Linked DNA regions of Gasterosteus aculeatus: region 2 is linked to region 1. A link is a contact called in public Hi-C data. All regions are on one chromosome and are shown on one strand. Each heading gives the region's core, a stretch centred on a gene start, on an enhancer-like site or on the middle of the called end of the contact. The rest is flanking DNA. Distances are from core to core; before and after follow the strand shown. Region 1 has its middle 34 kb from the start of myom2b. Region 2 holds the start of chs1 (chitin synthase 1).

What was found. Hi-C and Micro-C count contacts between places; a contact is called where the count stands out from the background.
Region 2: a Hi-C map of skeletal muscle shows a contact between it and region 1, with 4 times the contacts expected there. The contact joins the promoter of chs1 here to the enhancer-like site in region 1. A contact is called at or near these places in 2 of 6 Hi-C or Micro-C datasets (skeletal muscle and tail fin).

What each region holds. Positions count from the first base shown.
Region 1 is chr12:14,532,582-14,537,385 of fGasAcu3.hap1.1, forward strand. No RefSeq gene overlaps it. Among protein-coding and RNA genes, the nearest start is that of myom2b, 34 kb to the left of the region's middle. Within about 2 kb of position 1,525, at least 1 of the 9 cell types and tissues checked has open chromatin away from gene starts, as enhancers often do.
Region 2 is chr12:14,820,557-14,825,562 of fGasAcu3.hap1.1, forward strand. It overlaps chs1 (chitin synthase 1), which reads left to right and starts at 2,198. Exons shown (of 36, transcript XM_040200509.2): 1 at 2,198-2,334. LOC120833991 (CUB and sushi domain-containing protein 1-like) reads right to left here and starts at 2,102. Exons shown (of 75, transcript XM_078085041.1): 1 at 1,847-2,102. The coding sequence starts at 1,976.

The DNA of each region.
Region 1 (4,804 bases), core at 275-2,774:
TAAGCATCGGCCTTACTCCCAGTAGAGCCGTTGGAAGGGTTGGCACAGTGGCTCATTGTTTTACAAAAAATGGATTTACGTTAGAACGGGGGTCACTGAGAATGGTGAAGGCTTTTAACATCAGTGCCTTTTTCCTGGAAAGTTGAATTATTTTGTGATGGAAGACCTATATGACAGCCGTCCCGCCTCCCACAGCTAAATCTCTAACAAAATGCAGTCAATATTACCATACTCTCCTCTATCTGTCTGTCTCCCTGCCTCTATATTCTTCTAACTCAGATCCTTCTACTTTCTTTTTATTTCCACTGCCCTTTCTTCATTTATTCCTCCTTTTCTCAGTCTCTCCTCCCTCTCTTTTTCTCCAATCACTGTGAAATTGCAAGGAGGCTGGTTGGGGACTTTTCTGACAGAGAAATTTGGCTCCGATCAGAATCACTAGCGAGCATCCCCGCATTCCGTTCTCAATTTAAATGATTTTGCAGCTTCACCGGCACACCCACCAGACAGCCAGACATACTCACATTGACACTGTGCAATTCTCCCGCCCTCTCTTTATCTTTTGCACACGCTCACACTTTCATTTCTTTCTCTCATTCTGTTGCACACACACAAACATAGAAAACACCATCCAACCCCAAAATGTTGAGGTGACAACAATCGGGAGGCCGTACAGTTGCTTCATTGACATTAGTTGGATGAGAAAAACTGATGTGAGACCGAAGAAGAGATGGCAATGGCGATGCAGTTAGATGGAGGAATATATAGGCAACGTGTATCATTAAAAACATGTATAACATGTTCATTCTTGCGTATATCTGTGTGGCAGAATACACGATACCCACGCTCACAATAATGTGCCTCATTTCATCCCAAGCCGCATGTAGATGTATTTGCCACTCCTTGGAAAAGGAGCAGTCCCTGATGTGTGTCAACATGTCGGAGGCACACTGACAAAAGAAGCTGTCAAGTCTGCTGGCAATTTTCATTTGTCACTTGATGCGTTGCTGGCCAGCCGTCTCACTGAGATTATTATGTGAAGGCAGCACACCAGGTTGGCCTCACCTGTCTGTTTCATGCACCAGATATTCTTTCTGACTTTTTCCATTGAGCAGCCAAAGCACAGTGAACAGGTGTCTGCATCTCATGAGGCCAAAGGGGCAGATTCAGAGGAAGAACCTACATCATAATCAGCCACTTCAAATTCAACAATTCACCCTGGCGCAGGAGCCATCGAGCCATCACCTGCAAGCAGCACCACCAAGACTGCTAAGCAGTCATGCATGTCTGGAATTCTCTTTGATAGTAATTTTATTATAATGTGAAATTTTCAACTTTCAGATGATCCCAAATTGCTTCCTCTGTACAGCACAGTTTTTATTGATGCAATGTAACCACGTATCTACATTAAAAGTTGAGATTTTACATTCAAGACACGTGTCTAGGTCAGAAAAGTGATCCATTTAACAAACTACATCCTGGTATCAAACCCAATCGTCTCCCTTAGTGTATGTTGGACTCTGTAACGTGATGCAGCCGGAGTCATTTGCATCGTTTGTGTCTTCATATACATATATAAGTTAAACGTCATCATTACACATTGCACAGTTGTCGTCATTGTTGTTGTTGTTCTCAAAGGACGTTACTAAATCAGCTTACACAGTGAAGCCAAGTAGGGTGACACTGATACATCTTAAATGTTTGACATCTTTAATATTGAACATAGCTACACTATATAAGAAAACTAACCACACAACATGTTCCCTATATTTAAGAAATCGTCACTGTCTGACCATATTCAGTATATGTGATTAACAATAGGACAAAATTCTCATTTTTGTGTTAAGTGAAGTCCTAATGTAAGACTATACTCCTGCATGCCTGCATCCATAGTTTATTTCTCATACATGCTGCCAATCACTCCTCACGCATGCTCACTCATTATTTCCCTGCGCACAGTATCCGGGGCTGTCAATCATGGTGTCGGCTGTATAGAGCAGCTGGTCTTTCCTATCCAATAAGCAAGACGAAGCAATTACATCTTAAGCCTATGATCTTGCTGCCGTCTTTTTGAAATTGTCTCTCTACCTTCAGTTCGCTCATGCTGCTGTTACGCACCACTGCGCCTCCCCATCTCCGCCCAATCTTCGTCAGATTCATCAGCTTCATCAGCTCGTCATTCTATCAGCCTCATCAACTACAACTCCCATCAGTGTCTGGACTCCACATGGGGGATTTATGTTGCTGCTGCTCAGGGGAGACACTAATCGATTACAAATCTCCCTGCAGTGTCCAGGCATCAGAAACTCTGCAAAGTCTTTATCATCCCATATTATCCCGGTGATAGTAAATAACCATCTTTTCTTTAAATGAGTGTCTCCCCTGATTGAAATGGTTATTGACTGACTTGAAGCTCTATCAAATTTAATACAAGGTGGCCTAGTTATTAGTGAGGACACAATGTGAGGTCCAAAGTCAAGTCAGATTTAAACCAACCTTTTGTAATGTGAAGTAGTCCATTGAGCTGCATACTGTTGCGTAAAACTATGCTTTAATAGACATGTATGGACAAGAGCAAACAGTGGTTGTGGTTGTGACCTACAATTAGAGGAGAGAACTCCTGCCCACAAGGTTGTGAGGATCAGATACCCCTGAGACAGTCTAATGAGAAAGACTCAAATCTGCAACACACCTGCTGTCATTGCGGGTATTGTATTTCACAATAAAAGAAATATAGAAATATATATATATATATATATATATATAATAATATATATATATATATATTTTTTTTTCTGTTTGTGTTTAATCAAGTGAAGTAGATCAACAAATCAAGAAACCACAGCATTGTTTTGCAAAAAACAGTTCAGACTCAGTTCACAACCTTTTCTGAAACCAAAACTACCTCCAATAATATTTTTAGTGAAATACAATGTTAATTTGAAGGGAAAAATATCACTGACACAATTTGACAGATCAAATGAAAATTAGAATATTTAATTGGTAATTAATAATTGATTAATCCTGCAGTGAGATGGGTCAGCGTGCTGGAGGCTTAACACTTTTTCTAAATAATTAATTTTGGCCACAAGGAGCCACCTAAACAGCATCACGGTGCAGCAGTACATATTCTTTATGTCCATAGCACTCTACCGGCAAACATAACAACTTCCATCAGATATTCTCTCATTTGGTGATATTGTTAATGGTGGTATTAAAAAGTATTAAATAAACATACATGGGTACGATAGTCAAGGCATAAAAAGATATTAACATTGGCATTTAAAGATGTTAGTTAGTAAAGGAAAAAATGAATGGATAGAAAGCTGAAATCACAAAAAAAGAGTGGTAATGGTACGTAAATACAAAAATCCAATAAATATTAAAAGTAAAACTGTAAAGATATGATGCAACATATATGTGTGTGTGTGTGTGTGTGTGTGTGTGTGTGTGTGTGTGTGTGTGTGTGTGTATGCGTGTGTGTGGTAGCAGGATGATGTTGCTCCTGGCAGCAGGCCCTTACACTTTCCCCTGTCACGGCCAATCCTTGTCAGAAAAACCACACGCACACACACACACACACACACACACACACACACACACACACACACACACACACACACACACACACACACACACACACACACACACACACACACACACACACACACACGCGCTGTCCTGCTCTCTCTAGTAATGTGAGGGTCAGCTACCCAGTCACCTGTAACATTTTCTCTTTGTTTTTATATACACGAAGTAGAACACATCAACAAGATGGAAAGAAATTGTATTTAGTGGGTCCTTGACTTTGCTCCGACATTTCAACCTCGGGACAAAGCTACGTTTTCCGTGTTTGAGAGCATAATCAAAACCTGTTTATGAGTGTGTATTTGATGTGTATTTGCTCTTTCTACATTTATTTAAATACGAGATAAAAGCGAGATAAAACAAAAGGGATGTTTTAGCATTTGGTTTGCGTGGGTTTGTTTGTATATTTTTTCAGTCTTTCTTATGTCCTGGTTCCCAATAAAAGAAATATGCAGAGCACTTACATAACTCTGTGCAGGTAGCTATAGTAAGTAAAGAGATTGTGGGCTCTCTATGTGTTATGGTGTATGTGTATGTGCGTGTGTGTGCGTGTGTGTAGACATCAGATGATCATGACAGCTGACATCTAGCTACTGGCAACCACAGCTGCTGTGCAGAAATGCCAGTATACAGCACACATCTTCATTTCCCCTCGGGTATAAAGGAGATTTCTTGTGAATTGTTCGTCCAGTATGTATCTGAATGACGTACATTTAAGGAAAAATACTGGAGATGTTTATGTTACTCGCCCAGCATGATATGTTTGGATTAAAGTTGTGTTCACATCCATTCTTTCATCGACTACAATGGGCAGTGATCTTGGTGGGCAGTGGATGTATCTTTGCTAAATTAAAGGAAACTAATGTCTTTTTTGTACTTCATGAATGTTGTCCTCACCATCAACAAGCATCATAACATGTGGGATGAAGTAGTCTGGGATGACCAACCACCCCTAACAAAGAACTATCATTTTATTTTGAGGCCATAAAACCTGCTGTGGAGTTGAGTAAAATACCTCAGGATCTTTCATAGTCGGTTTGTGAAAATAGTCTATACCACAATAACTTTTTATCATGCTATAAAAAGTATTTTTTACATAGCATATGTTCTTTGTGGTAAAATTCTGTATAGTTTTATAATACTTTACAAAACTTAATGTCTACAGAACATGGATCATGTGGTAATGCGCATGTACATGGTACAATACAATACTGCTGTA
Region 2 (5,006 bases), core at 948-3,447, 290 kb after region 1:
ACCTCTAATATAATTGTCAAAACAAGACAAGTCAAACAAAAAAGAGCTGTGACTGTCACAACTTGTCACAAAGTTCAGTGCTGCCTGGGTAATTCATTCTGTCCTTCAGTTAAACATACATTTTATGACATTTTTAAGTGACATTTTCAGTCAATCAATAATTGATATTTTAAATGCGACATCAGATTTAAAAAGCTGAAAACAACACGGGGTTTGAGGTTTGACGCAATACATTATTGCCAAACTCCGTCTGTCTTTCCAGATGTCAGTCTTCCCTTTAACTTTCTTAATTGGTCTTTCCTCCTCAAAAACTAAAATAGCTGCAGGTATGCAAAAAAAAAAAAACCTGCTTATCTCAGTGGGCCAAAAAAATGCAGATTGCAAAGCTGAAAAACAACGTAGGAAACACAGTCACAAACACGTGAGCACATAGATTGGAGTGAAAGATGAAACACAGGTGAAAACAAGAAGCAGTCGCTCACAAACAGCTTGAAGAAGCCATCATCATATTCATCAACGCGCCCAATTCTCCTACAATGACTCCTCTACTCCAATGACTTTGATTCCAGGCTGACAGTCTAAACGAATGGAACCAAATATCGCTGCACGTACAATTATCAGGAAATGGAACACTGTTGTTGTGTATCGCAAAGTGGGAAAAGCGGACAGAAGTGTGCATGTGTGTGTGTGTGTGTGTGTGTGTGTGTGTGTGTGTGTGTGTGTGTGTGTGTGTGTGTGAGAGAGGGAGGGAGGGAGGGAGGGAGGGATTGAGAGCATCGAGAAAGAGAGGGAGGAAAAGGGCACACAGAGAAGCTATTGATAAACAGTAACAGTGACCGCCCAACGATGAGAATGTTAACGCTCTCTTCTCTGTCCGTGTTTGACGTTAGAAGACGTCCTCGGTGACTAAATCCCCACCGACGGGGGGGAGAGCTGCCATCACATCCCCGTCATACCATCAGACCCTGTGCAGCAACGGAGACAGCCGCTCCTCTGTGTGTGGTGACTCCACACAATCATGTTATACAGCAGGCATGGGATTTCCTCTCCAGATGCCCCCCAGGAGGAACGGACCGCCATCTCCCCCTGTCTGCGCCTGCTCAACTGTAGACAGTAACACAAGTTGCCAAGATGTTGCCTCATAGCAAACACGATGTAAACGGGTTGTGTGTCAGACGGGATCCCCCTGATGTCTGCAGGGGGTCTGGGTTACGTGATGCGGGGGTTTCTTCTTTCTTAAAGTTGGTTTCATTTGTTTTGGAAACAATATCCTCAAAGTGGAGGCCCCAAAAAAATGAGCATGCTGCTCCCCTGATGAAATGTCGTGTCCAAGTTTGGGCACTGCGCTCTCTTTCTCTCGCCCGCGTGCGCACACGCACGCACGCACCCCCCACACACATAAACACACACGACCCACTGTCCGTGCATGTTGGCTAGCTGTCCATCTCTCCACCTCTCGCTATCCCGAACACGCGCGCAAAAACGGACACACGGACGCCATCCCTAGAGACAAACGCGCGCGCGCGCACACACACACACACACGCACGTTTACACGCTTAAACTCTCACCGTTTCTCTCTCCCTTGAATGCACACTCAGACACACGCACGCACACACACACAATCACACTCACACATGCACACGCACTGTCGTTGTCCGCGGCAACGAAGCGGAAGTAATCGACCACCTTTCACGTGCGCGCTCACAAGCAAACGAACCAACCTGCGATTATCGTGCTGCCTTCCAACACATGCGCGCGCGCGCACTCACTCACTCACGCAGGCATGCGAGCTCCCGGGCGCGCGCACACACACACACACACACACGGAAAACCTCCAAAACTCACCGTTGGACGAGGAGAAATCCCCGAAGAGGAGCCCCAGCAGGAGGAGAAGCGGGAGGTCGCGTCTAAACCCGCCGGCGTTCTTCAGCCTGCTCCCCGCCAGCAGCGTGTCCGGCGCTCCCAAATCCGTCATTCTGCTGCTAAATAAATCCAAGCTGGCTTAATGTTTAAGCCTCGCTCCCCACCTTTGGTGGCTCTGCTTGGTTGAAGGAAGCGGGGGGGAGGTGGGGGGGTGAAGGAGGACGGCAGCCCCCCTCCTCCTTTCCCTTTCGTTTTTTTATTTAAAAAAAAAAAAGACACCTGGAGATCACTCACGAACCCCCCACACACACATGTCCATGCTGACGTGTGGACGGGATAACCGGTGACGGGTGGTCGGTCTGAGATCGGGCAACACGCCTGCGGTGTGAGCGGTCATAGCAGAGACCGGAGGACCGGAGAGGAGGGGAGAAGATGAAGAGATGCCGCGGAGGAGAGGAGAGAGTTGGCTGGTAGGTCCGCACAGCACAGCGAGCGAGCGACGACTGAGTGAGAGGGAGAGAGAGAGGGAGGGGGAGGGGGGGGGGTGTTAGTCGGGGAAGCAAAGGAGAAGGAGGAAAAGTGGATGATAGAAGGGGAGGAGAAGTTGAAAAAAAAGTGTGGCTAAGAGAGAGACAGGGAGGAAGAAGGAGGGAGAGAGGAAGGTCTGGCCGATTTAAGAAAGGTAAACCAGATGGGGAAAAGGAGAAGGACTAGAGGAGAAGGAGGGGGGGGGGGGGGGGGCGTAAAAGGGAAATAAGGAGGAGAAAAGATCAATGTAAGACCAAGGGAGGGGTGGAGCGAGACGTAGTGGATGAAATGGAGAGAAAAAACAGGATGAAAAAAACAGGATTTCAATAAAAGGATGAAAATAGACAGTGGGGAGATGGATATAAAAGAGGGAATAAAAAAGATGCTCAGGGGAGTTGGAAAAGACTGAGTAAAGGAAAGAGGACAGGAAGGAAGAAACAAGTGACAGAGCGAGGGCGAGAGCAAAGGAGAGGGGAGGAGGGCAAAGAGAGCAATGTCAGGAGAAAGAAAGGGGAGAAAGGTCAAAAGAGGGATGGAAGGAGATTCATTACAGACCTACAGACTAAAGAAACTATGGAAGGAAGAAAAATAAAGGAACCAAGAACGAATAAGTACGACAAAAAAAAGAGGAAGGGAAAAGAGAAAAGGGGACAAGAAATCACAGTGAAGATAGCAAGCGAAGTACAGATGAGGGGAAACGGATTCAGGGAGGCAAGAGAGAGTGTGTGTGTGTGTGTGTGTGTGTGCGTGTGTGTGTGTGTGTGTGTGTGTGTGTGTGTGTGTGTGTGTGTACCACAGCCAAAGACAAACAAAATACACTTTAAGCATATTTCCAGACTGTGATTGGAGTCGGTGACATGGTGTCAAACACCAAAAAAAACCTGCCTGCTGCCAATCAATCCGAGTGCCATATGAACACCACTCTGATTCCCTCATCTCTTAAAGTGTGTGCGAGAGGATATATGTGTGTGTGTTTGCAAATGCACCCAAAACGGAGCCACGAGCCAGTTATTGATCCTCGGTCCCTGGTGGCATGTGCAGAGGATCACGCTAACAAGATTACAACGCTACAAACACGACGTGGAGACTCAGCTCGCTGATCCACCGAGACGACCAACAGCGTTTAGAGGCAAATGCAAATTACACGTCACTCCAAATTTGGCCCATTACTGTATTTACAGAAAGTGTCACCCGATACTGTCACATATCAGGGAACAGAAGGACGTGAGTGGGGCCCTGAAATAGAGACTCCAAAAACTGACCTGGCTTTTGCGACACGACCTGTGGTTTGTTTCGGAGATTGTTTCAGGATTCGGATGAGGTTTTACCATTTGGTGCCATCTTGGCAGTTCATGGGCCTATCAAGCAAACACCCCGTTAAATGGAACTTGAACATAGTCTTAATATGTGTTTTGCATATCATTTCACAACAACGTAGAGCACAGCTCTTTTAGTTTTAGAATTAGATTTTAGCATTGTTGTAATGGATGTTTCACTAGCTGTCAGACTACAGCAGGAAAAAAAACGAATTGGAGCTAATCCTCGTTTTGCTTCAGATCCCTCATGGCTCTTTCGACCACATGTTACAGGATTTATAGGCTAATGCAGCTTTGTTTTGCTTTATATAAATTTCAAAATAGATTTATTACTAATCTCTTACTAGGTAATCCACACTGATTTTGCTCTACTTGGCACCTTTCCCTGTTCCTTTTAAAGATTGTTAACCATCTCAACTTTGGTATCGCAGCCTCTGTGTGTGTGTGTGTGTGTGTGTGTGTGTGTGTGTGTGTGTGTGTGTGCCACATGGGTAATACAGTAGCTATGTGTGTGCTCGGGTTTGTTGCGCTGCATGTGTTAGTATGAGTCTGTGTTTCAGTGTGTGTGTGTGTGTGTGTGTGTGTGGGTAGAACCATTTTACAGCATTACTGTGAGTCATCCATCAAGCTGCTAGCTCTCGGTACATAAGGCTAGTTTAGTCATTTTATATATATTTATAAAAAACCTTTTTTACATCCACTGGTAGGACTCTTTATAACAGCATACACTCCTAAAAAGACGTGTCTTCTCAACGCAGACAAGAGGGTCGTTAGACATACATTTGCTGCTGCTCCATGACAGATGGGCAACGAGAACAGGACGGGGGACAAACAGGTAAATACATATACAGGGACTGATACTGATGGTAGACGGAATGTTAGACACAGATAACGGTGGAGATGTAAAGATCTGAAGGATGGATTGAGAGCCTTTATTCAGCACCATGGACGGCTCCCTTCATCAGCTCAGTGTAGTCAGGCTGCCACCTGCTGGTCAGAGAGGCCGAAGGAGCGGAAGGGAAGAGGAGGTTTAAGGTTATGGACATTGTTTACCGTGAATCGGCACAGAATGACTCAGAACAAAGTAAATAGATGTGCTACCGTGAAGGAAAGCTCCAAGGAGATGTCCTAAGCATCGTCTTTGCGGTAATGAAGTGGTCACTGTGCTCGAAGAGGTATAAGGGATGAAGAGCAGCCAAACATTTAAGCCGCAATCAGCTGGTAGAAGCACCGGTGGAGTGGAGGTTCTGGCTGTGAAGCTATACTCGATTCACAAAGTCGTTATTCATTGAAACCAT